Linked DNA regions of Pan troglodytes: regions 1 and 2 are each linked to region 3. The links are chromatin contacts, called in public Hi-C maps. All regions are on one chromosome and are shown on one strand. Each heading gives the region's core, a stretch centred on a gene start, on an enhancer-like site or on the middle of the called end of the contact. The rest is flanking DNA. Distances are from core to core; before and after follow the strand shown. Region 1 overlaps SNX19 (sorting nexin 19). Region 2 has its middle 89 kb from the start of SNX19. Region 3 has its middle 6.5 kb from the start of ADAMTS8.

Region 1 (2,700 bases), core at 28-2,527, 460 kb before region 3:
AGTGCAAATACTGTACTGAACACTGTATGCACATGCTGTTCAAAAGCCGCAGTTACTTTTGCACCAACTTAATACCATTTAATTCCTCCAAGTCCTGCGAAAGCGGTATTATGACCCTCATTTTAAAGACAAGGAAACTAAGGTTTATAAAGAATGTGGGTTATCTAGTCAAAATCACAGGGTTAATAAATATCACAAGCAGAATTTGAACCCAGGTTTTTCTGATTTATAGCTGTGATGATTGTCTAAATTTCAGGATCAGATCTTTGCCCTGCAATTCAGCAGGATAAAAGCCAACCCAAAAATCTCTGTCTCCAAGTACTGGAGATTATCAGGCAGTTTGTAGAATCCAAACTGCATCTCCGTATCTACACACTTGCAGCTAACCTAAGGGCAGTCCTGCAGTCTAAAGACAGCCCATGTTACTATCCCTGGGACAGTTGCAGGTTTTAATTTTAAAAAGTGGTGTATGCATTGCTGCATGCTTCAGCTTTATTTGCTTTGGTAAGCCAATATGCTGGAAACTTGACATCTCCAGAGCTGCAGCACCTCTCCACTGTACCCCCTGCATCTCCCACAAGAGGCATGATATGAGGTCCCGTTGCCTCCCATCCCCATGACTGCTGCCTAGGAGGCTACATGTTTGTCCTCCCTGAAACCACGGGTAGCTGAGCCATATGCTTTTGCAGGGTACTTGGGTTCTCTTCCTTTAAGTTCCGTGCTTAAAAGAGCAGGATAGTTGGTGTTGGTGCCACACGTGGTACTGCCACTTCTCTAGTTATTTAGAACTCACTGCAGTTTGACCATCAGGGATGCTATAGTCACCAGATTTGAGTGCATCTCCTCCTTAAAATGTCCTCATGTTCCAACCTCCAGTATTATTATCCCCAAGCAGGCAAGTTTATTCCTCTGCTTCCAACTTTGTGTACCCATCTTGCAACTTTAAAAGACCTGTGTACATTACTGCCTTGGACGCCATAGACTTCTGTCAAATTATAAGCACACTCTCTATCCTGCAAAGGAAAAAAAAAAAAACAGAGTAAGTTCGACTTCATAACCCCTCCTTCTAAGCCAAAGTTGGAAGAGCTCTGATCTGAGCCAGGCTTATAAATCTCCATTGATTGTTGATGATGTGGAGAGAAGTGGGAGGGGAGCTGAAGAGAAGTTAGATGCCCAAAAAAGGCATTGTTAAGTCAAAGGGAAGTCTTGCATGCATGTGCGCCTAAGCTCATGTGTCAGCTTCTGTGCTGGGAACATCCAATTATGTAACAAGAAGCACTCCTTATTTGGAATGAGAGACAAAGGGAGGGGAAGGGGAGAGCGGGTAGCAGTCTGAGCCAAGGAGCAAATCCGGCTTGTGCAAACTCTGCTCATGCCCGAAAACAGAAGAAACTTGAAAATATCTCTGCAAACATCAGAATCAGATTTAGCAAACTGGGCAAGTACTCAGAGTTAGACTGGGTTGGAGGGAAAGAGGAGAGATACACTGTGCTGCATTGATGGTAGGGGGTTTGGGGCAGGAAGATCCAGCCAAGGTAAGGGGTAGGATTGGTGTGGAGTCCTGATGGAAAGTGAAGGAATGAGAAGAAGCTGGACCGGCGCCCTGCCTGGACACCCAGAGCAATGCCACGATAAAAATAGGAACCATGCCAGCAGCAGAATGCGTGAATGCCACGTCTGCGGCGCTGCCCTCCCCATGGCCCCAACGATGGCATCAGACCTGTGTCAAAAGGGCAGCAGACACATTCCTGGCATCTGCGTCAGGATTTCTCAGTTAAAGAGGGAGTGTGTGTGTGTGTCTGTGTGTGTGTGTGTGTAAGATAGAGACAGTGTGTGTGTGTGTGAGTGTTGGGGACATGTGGGAATGGAATGGCTTGGCAGAAAGCCGGGGGGAAAGGTTCTGGCAGAGGGGAGCGTGAAGTGTGTAAAGTTAGGAAGTATCCAGAGAGGAAGAAGAAAAGAAAGAGTGTGCAGGTTTAAGGAGTCCAACAAGCAGGGGACCCAGGAGAAACTTGATGGCAAGCTCTGGACCTTACACCAGACCTTGGAATCACTTTCTTAGAGAAGATGTCTCTCTCTAAACCATCTCCTAGGAAAGGCCAGGAGAGCTGCGGCAGAGTCTGGGAGCACTGGAGAGTGCTGTGCTGCAAGGCGCAACGTCCACCTCCCTAAGGACAGCTGGGAAAGGTTGACCATGAACCCTCTTGCTTCCACTGTTCTCTTAGAACGCTCCAGAATCAAGGTGCTTTCTGAGTGGAACTCTACTTCCAGGGCCTCTTTCTTGGTGGGCATGTCTAACTAGCAGGTGGATAACAGTTCTTTGTGACATTGGTTATTTCTTAAGAGAACCTCCAGGTCTGCCACCAAAAGGGCACGAGTAGTTGCAATGGGAAAGGAACTGACGCTTATTACAATATTAATACCAGGAAAGCAGCTATGTACTGTTTATGTTAATGTTCAATTCTATGAGATAGACATATAGTTCTACATTTCATAAGTGAAGAAAATTACATTCAGGTAAAATAACGTTCCCAAAATCATAAAAGTCGTAACAACCACGCCTTAAGTTTCCACTTAAGTCATCCTGGCCTCAGAGCTCATGTGTTTCCCACTGCTCTGCCATGCTTCCCCTCCGTGCAAGCTTTCCCACAAAGCAGTGGCCACTAGAATTGGGTTCACCTGAAAGTTCCCTTGCCGTAT
Region 2 (2,700 bases), core at 56-2,555, 390 kb before region 3:
TCCAGGCTGGCCTGCACAAATTTCCTGCCCAACCTGAAGCTTTGACCTCTGTATACCTTGGGTCTTTGGACTTCAGTGCTATGGCCTAGCCATCATCAGCCAGCCCCTCTCCTTTCCCTACCCATTAAACCCCAAAAACTACTGAAATCAACCTTATAAACCTCAACCTGTTCTTCCAGGCAGGTCACCCAGAGCTCCTTCCTACCTTGACCATTACCCTGAAGTAACGGAAAGGATTATACAGCCCTTGCCTAGCTTCATGATAAAGATCTTGTGCAGAGGCCAGAGGACACCGCTGAGTTGGGCCCACTGCCTGGGCTCAATCCCCGCAGCCAAATGTGAACCAGGTCAAATAGCAGAGAAATGAGACACACTGAACGCCGGAGCCCATTTGGCCTAGCCCAGCCAGCAAGGTCACCCTCAGCTGTCGGCTTGCAAACAGGTCACTTGGCATTTTAGTGACTACCCTCACCTGCAGATTTGGGAGATGGCACTTGGCATTTGGTCTAGAAACTGATTTCTCTCGACCCCAAGAGCTGGCACAAAGTTTTATAAATGAGCAAAAGTCAAAGAGAAGATTTCATTAGGAACTTAAATGTGGAGGTTCCAGTCAGGGTTGCAGCAAACAGGGCCTGAAAGAGCACCAATGTCAGAGTGATGAAGATACAAAAAGAAAGCCTAAGAGGGATAGGAACGTTCTGGAGCTAGTGAGGGCTATCAGACACCATCGCAGAATGTTAACCAGTGACTGGATCTCCTTCCCTGGGGAGCCGTTAAAACACAGGTGCATTTTGAAGACAAGAGTTGGAGATGATCTGTCCATCCCACTGTTGACTTCTGGCTCTAGAGTCACCAAGAGTCTTTAGAGAGGGCCAGTGTCTTTGGTGCCTCTCCTTTGCCACAGCAACTGCCTGTGTCAGAGGTACTAGGGCATGGGGGCCTCTGAACAGCTTGTAACAGCACCTCGGCTCAGAGAGAAAGGGCTTCTTGTGGGGCATGATGTGGATGAGGATGGCAGGATAAATCAAAGGTGCCCCAAAGGACACCCCCTTTCCTGAAATCAGGCTTGGTTTTATAAACCTGTGAGGATTCCATTCTGTTCCAAGAGGGAAGCCAGGCGGGGCTGGCAGAAGCCCCCAGGGCGCGCAGAGCTGCAGCAGCCTCCAGCCTTGGGTTTCCAGAGTAGAGAGCAGGTAACATCCAGCCATTGTCCCCGCCTCCCTCCTTTGCAATGCCCCCATCCCTGACATCACAAGTGAAGGCCCAGAATCTGAGAGTTGCCTGGGTTATGGCAAGTTCCAGGAGGTGGCAGCCGCGTGTAGTCTGTGAGGAGGATCTGACTCACCCCCAGCGCCTCACCAAGGTCACTGTTGGTGACTGGGAGGTTTCCCACCCTGCCACCCCACCCCACCCCACGTCTGGCTGCTCAGGAGTCAGAGATAGCTTCATGGGCCATGGCTAACCCGAGACAGGCAGCACACCCATGTGTGCGGAGAGGGGCTCCAAGGCTGTGCTCTAGGGTGGCCATGAAGCTCAGCTGACTTCCAGAGAAACAGGCAGGAAGCAGGGGTTTCAGGGCACTGGGCCCACTGTTGCCAGCTCTGCTGTCCCAGGCATCACAAGCCTTGCTCCAGAGAACCTCAAAGCGCAGCCCTACATGATCTGAGTAATTTTAGCTTCCCCCCACACACCCTTCCCAAAGGGCAGGGTTACATAGTTCTTGTTACACACACTCACTGACATTTAATTCCTGCCTCTTCAAACCAAGACAGGAAAATAGTTAAATAATCATCAGAGTACCTTCTAAGAATGAACAATAAACTGGAGATAACACTACGCACTTCTCAGGAGCTCAGAGCTGTGCAGTTTCCCAGTGTATAAGGCACTGGGCCCTGTTTGCCCAGAGTTTCTAGGGTAAAATATTCGTGTGAAAAGGTGCCCAGGTCTGGCTTTTCAGAGGCAGCAAAGAAGGGAAGGGCCTTGGAAACATTTTTTCCCACACCACAAAAAATAATAATAATATGGGAAAGGAACACCCAAATTAAAAATAAGTGGTTTGTGGCTTTAAAAATAAAGTTTCTCGGTGTTTTACAGAATCATAAAGTATTAAAATTGGAAGGAGCATGGGATACCGTGCAGGCCCAGCTTCATGCAGTGCAGCCACCTCTTCTGTGCCATCACTAGCAGGTTGGTGCAGACACTGCTTGTCTGCCTCCAAGAACAGGGAGCTCATTACTATGTTTCATGTAATTTTTTCTTACAGTAAGCCCAAATTCCTTTTTCTATAACTTCCAGCAAGCATTGCAAACTGTGTCCTCTGGAGCCGCTATACATACCTCCACCGTGCCCCCTCTATGACCTCCTTCAGATCTTTGAAGATAGCTGTAGCATGCCCTGCAGTCCCAGCCTGCTTCTCGCCAGGCTACATTCATTGCTTTGTCAAACAACCTAATTCAGGAGGCCGTTGGCTGCCTGGGTCTTTTCCATGTTAGGGCAGGTTTGGCAGAGTGGCGGTTACTGCTGCTAGGCCTTCTGCAGCAGCATGCCTCCCCGCTTTCTGCTGTGCCCTGCAGGAGTTGTGCCTGTGGACAAGCAGCCTCTCCACGTGGCAGCTCTGGGGCTCAGCCTTCGTCAGACCACGGGCAGAGCTGGATTCTGAGAGTAGAACGACTCATGGGTGCTTCGACTGTCTTTCCTCAC
Region 3 (2,700 bases), core at 159-2,658:
GGTTAGAGACAGGGATCTCCTAGGTTCCATTCCCCTCTACTGTCTACGTCTCTCTTTAAAGTTCTCTAATGCCAGTGAGCATGAGGAGACTCCAGACAGAGCGCCTGCCAGAGAGAATGCTCTGACAAAAAGAAAGAACTCCTGTAACCTCAGGAAGTGGGATCAACAGACAGCTGCACAATTTGCAATGGGGGTAGATATCTAAAAGTCAAAACAAAAACAAAACTCTGTGTTTCTTATCCAGAATCCAAATAATCCTCCACTACTCAAGACTATTTGAAGATTAGGCCCAGCAAGGTGGCACGTGCCTGTAGTCCCAGCTACTCCCAGTGTCTGTAGGCTGAGGCAGGAGGATCACTTGAGCCCAGGAGGGCAAGACCAGTCAGGGCAACGCAGTAAGACCCTTTCTTTAAATCAAGGATAAGTTTTAATTTTTTTTTAATTTTAAAGAACATTTTAAAATTAGAAGGGATGGGTCCTTCAAGGACCTATAATCTCCTGCCCAGTCCTGGTATTCTCTTTTATCACCCTGCAGGTACCCGTGACATTGCTTAAACACTTCCAGGAATGAAAAATATCTCCCTGCGCAAAGTTCTGCAGAGATGCAAGCAGGGACGGGTAGCATAGTTACTTAGGGGCCCTGGCATGTGTCACTGGACCCCAGCCAGATTGCTCCCTCATGCTGGAGCCACAGTGTCTGAAATTCTACTATTAGTCGTTTATTTCTTTTGCTTCCCTTTCCTCGGATCTCTTAAAATTCAAACATTTCTAGTAGTACTTGCTACCAAAACAAAGCGTTCATGACTTATTGGCTTCCCTCCTGTTCATGAGAACAGAAGGTCAGAGGAGAGCCCTAGGTGATTCTAAAAGAAGAGAGACCCTGAGGATGAGGCGAAAGGTGACAAGATACATTTTAAATACTTTGCACCAGGCCAGATGGGAATATATATGATGAGGATAGGATGATGATGATAGAAAACAATAAACATGCCTACTGTGTGCCAGGCAGGCTTCTTAGCACTTCAACTCTAACTCACTGTAAGCACATTTATAAGAACTGGGTAGTTTTTACAAGTTCCTTGTAAAAGGGACTTGTTACAATGGGACTTACATTGGGACTTGCTACAGTGACTTTCAATAAGCAGCTTATCTGCTCGGAGAATGATTTCTCTGAGCACCCCAGATCCTGAAGATCCTGGCTCCTTTCCTGCATTTCTCTTTTCTTTCCTTCTAAAACAAAGATAAATAAGTGTAGTTTTGCAAGTTTGTATAATACATTTACACATATTACATGTATATATAAACTCCGAAGTGGTTAAGTGGCTAGTGAGATGCATTGTTGAGGGCGTTTTCAGACCCTCTCCTTCCAGGACCCATAAAAGGTAAATATGCCAACACTCCCACCTGCTGGTTACAATCAATAGTGAAGATTTGGGAGAAATACATGTTTGCATTAATTAATCGGGGTGTACAGAAACCAAGCCGTCCTCATGATTAAGGTTGACCCCGGCCCTGGAGACATCTCAGCTTTGCAAGCTCTCCCAGCCTGTGAGATAATTAGAGTTGAGAGGCACTGGTGTCATGAAGAGCAGAAATCAAAGTGAAGAAACAAGAATAAATAGGAAGGAGAGACGCACGACTCACGCTAAACAAAGGAACAGGACAGCGCCTCCTTCAACTGGCTCCGGTGATTGGCTATGAGGAATTGCTCTGTGCTTAGATTTTTTGAACAACGTTGAAGGACTGTTTCCTTAGACTGGCATGACACGGTAGTGATGCCTAATTTTTTAGAAAGTTGCGAGACAGAGAGAGAGAGAGCGACCGAGAGCGAGCGACCGAGAGCGAGCGAGAGCGCAAGTTCCAACAGTGCCACCTCCTGGCCATAATGTGGTGAGACAGGCATGACCTATGTCGGTTCTCATGGTGGCAATTGTTACTGCTTATAATACTAAAATGTACAAGTAACTCTTACTGGCCAGGTACTGTAGTAAGCACAGATTATAATCATGGATGCATTCCACATGGAGTCTTGGGCAACCTTTTACGAGTTTCTTGCTAGACTCCTCCACAAGACTGTATCTTGGGAGAACGGGAACCATCTCTTTTGCAACTTTGGGAACCCAATACTTGGCAGTTAGTCACTAAAAATACAAATGGCAGGAACAGAAAGGGCTGTTTGTGAATTTGTTTCTCAGTGTATTAAAATCAATTAAAATCTCATTAGCAAGCAATACAATGTCAATATCGCAGTAAAGTTTCTGCTAAATCTGGCTTTCCCTGATATAGATCACAGAATTGGGAGCATGCCTGTTGAGACTGTGAACACCAGATGAAGGCAGGAAAAATAATCAGAGTAGCTAGCACTTTACAGGGAATTGAACTTAAAGTGGCCTCAGGGATATGATTTAATGATTTCCAGCCAGGCGTGGTGGCTCACATCTGTAATCCTAGCACTTTGGGAGGCGGAGGGCAGGAGTTCAAGACCAGCCTGGCCAACAGGGTGAAACCCCAACTCAACTAAAATTACAAAAATTAGCCAGGCATAGTGGTGGGTGCCTATAATCCCAGCTACTCAGGAGGCTGAGGCAGGAGTATTGCTTGAACCTGGGAGGCGGAGATTGCAGTGAGCCAAGACCATGCCACTGCACTCCAGCCTGGGTGACAGAGTAAGACTCTGTCTCAAAAAAAAAAAAAAAAAAA

Evidence for each region. A called contact is a pair of places that touch in the nucleus more often than the background predicts.
Region 1: a Hi-C map of stem cell-derived neural progenitor cells shows a contact between it and region 3, with 4 times the contacts expected there. The contact joins two enhancer-like sites. A contact is called at or near these places in 2 of 7 Hi-C or Micro-C datasets (blood and stem cell-derived neural progenitor cells) and 1 of 1 datasets of contacts at active chromatin or transcription factors (stem cell-derived excitatory neurons).
Region 2: a Hi-C map of stem cell-derived neural progenitor cells shows a contact between it and region 3, with 2.5 times the contacts expected there. The contact joins two enhancer-like sites. A contact is called at or near these places in 1 of 7 Hi-C or Micro-C datasets (stem cell-derived neural progenitor cells) and 1 of 1 datasets of contacts at active chromatin or transcription factors (stem cell-derived excitatory neurons).

What each region holds. Positions count from the first base shown.
Region 1 is chr9:132,826,803-132,829,502 of NHGRI_mPanTro3-v2.0_pri, reverse strand. All of the region lies in intron 8 of SNX19 (sorting nexin 19), which reads left to right. Among named protein-coding and RNA genes, the nearest start is that of SNX19, 19 kb to the left of the region's middle. Within about 2 kb of position 1,277, at least 9 of the 24 cell types and tissues checked have an H3K27ac peak or open chromatin away from gene starts, as enhancers often do. A contact at or near this core is called in stem cell-derived neural progenitor cells, where this site is marked.
Region 2 is chr9:132,756,831-132,759,530 of NHGRI_mPanTro3-v2.0_pri, reverse strand. No RefSeq gene overlaps it. Among named protein-coding and RNA genes, the nearest start is that of SNX19, 89 kb to the left of the region's middle. Within about 2 kb of position 1,305, at least 3 of the 24 cell types and tissues checked have an H3K27ac peak or open chromatin away from gene starts, as enhancers often do. A contact at or near this core is called in stem cell-derived neural progenitor cells, where this site is marked.
Region 3 is chr9:132,364,074-132,366,773 of NHGRI_mPanTro3-v2.0_pri, reverse strand. No RefSeq gene overlaps it. Among named protein-coding and RNA genes, the nearest start is that of ADAMTS8, 6.5 kb to the right of the region's middle. Within about 2 kb of position 1,408, at least 6 of the 24 cell types and tissues checked have an H3K27ac peak or open chromatin away from gene starts, as enhancers often do. A contact at or near this core is called in stem cell-derived neural progenitor cells, where this site is marked.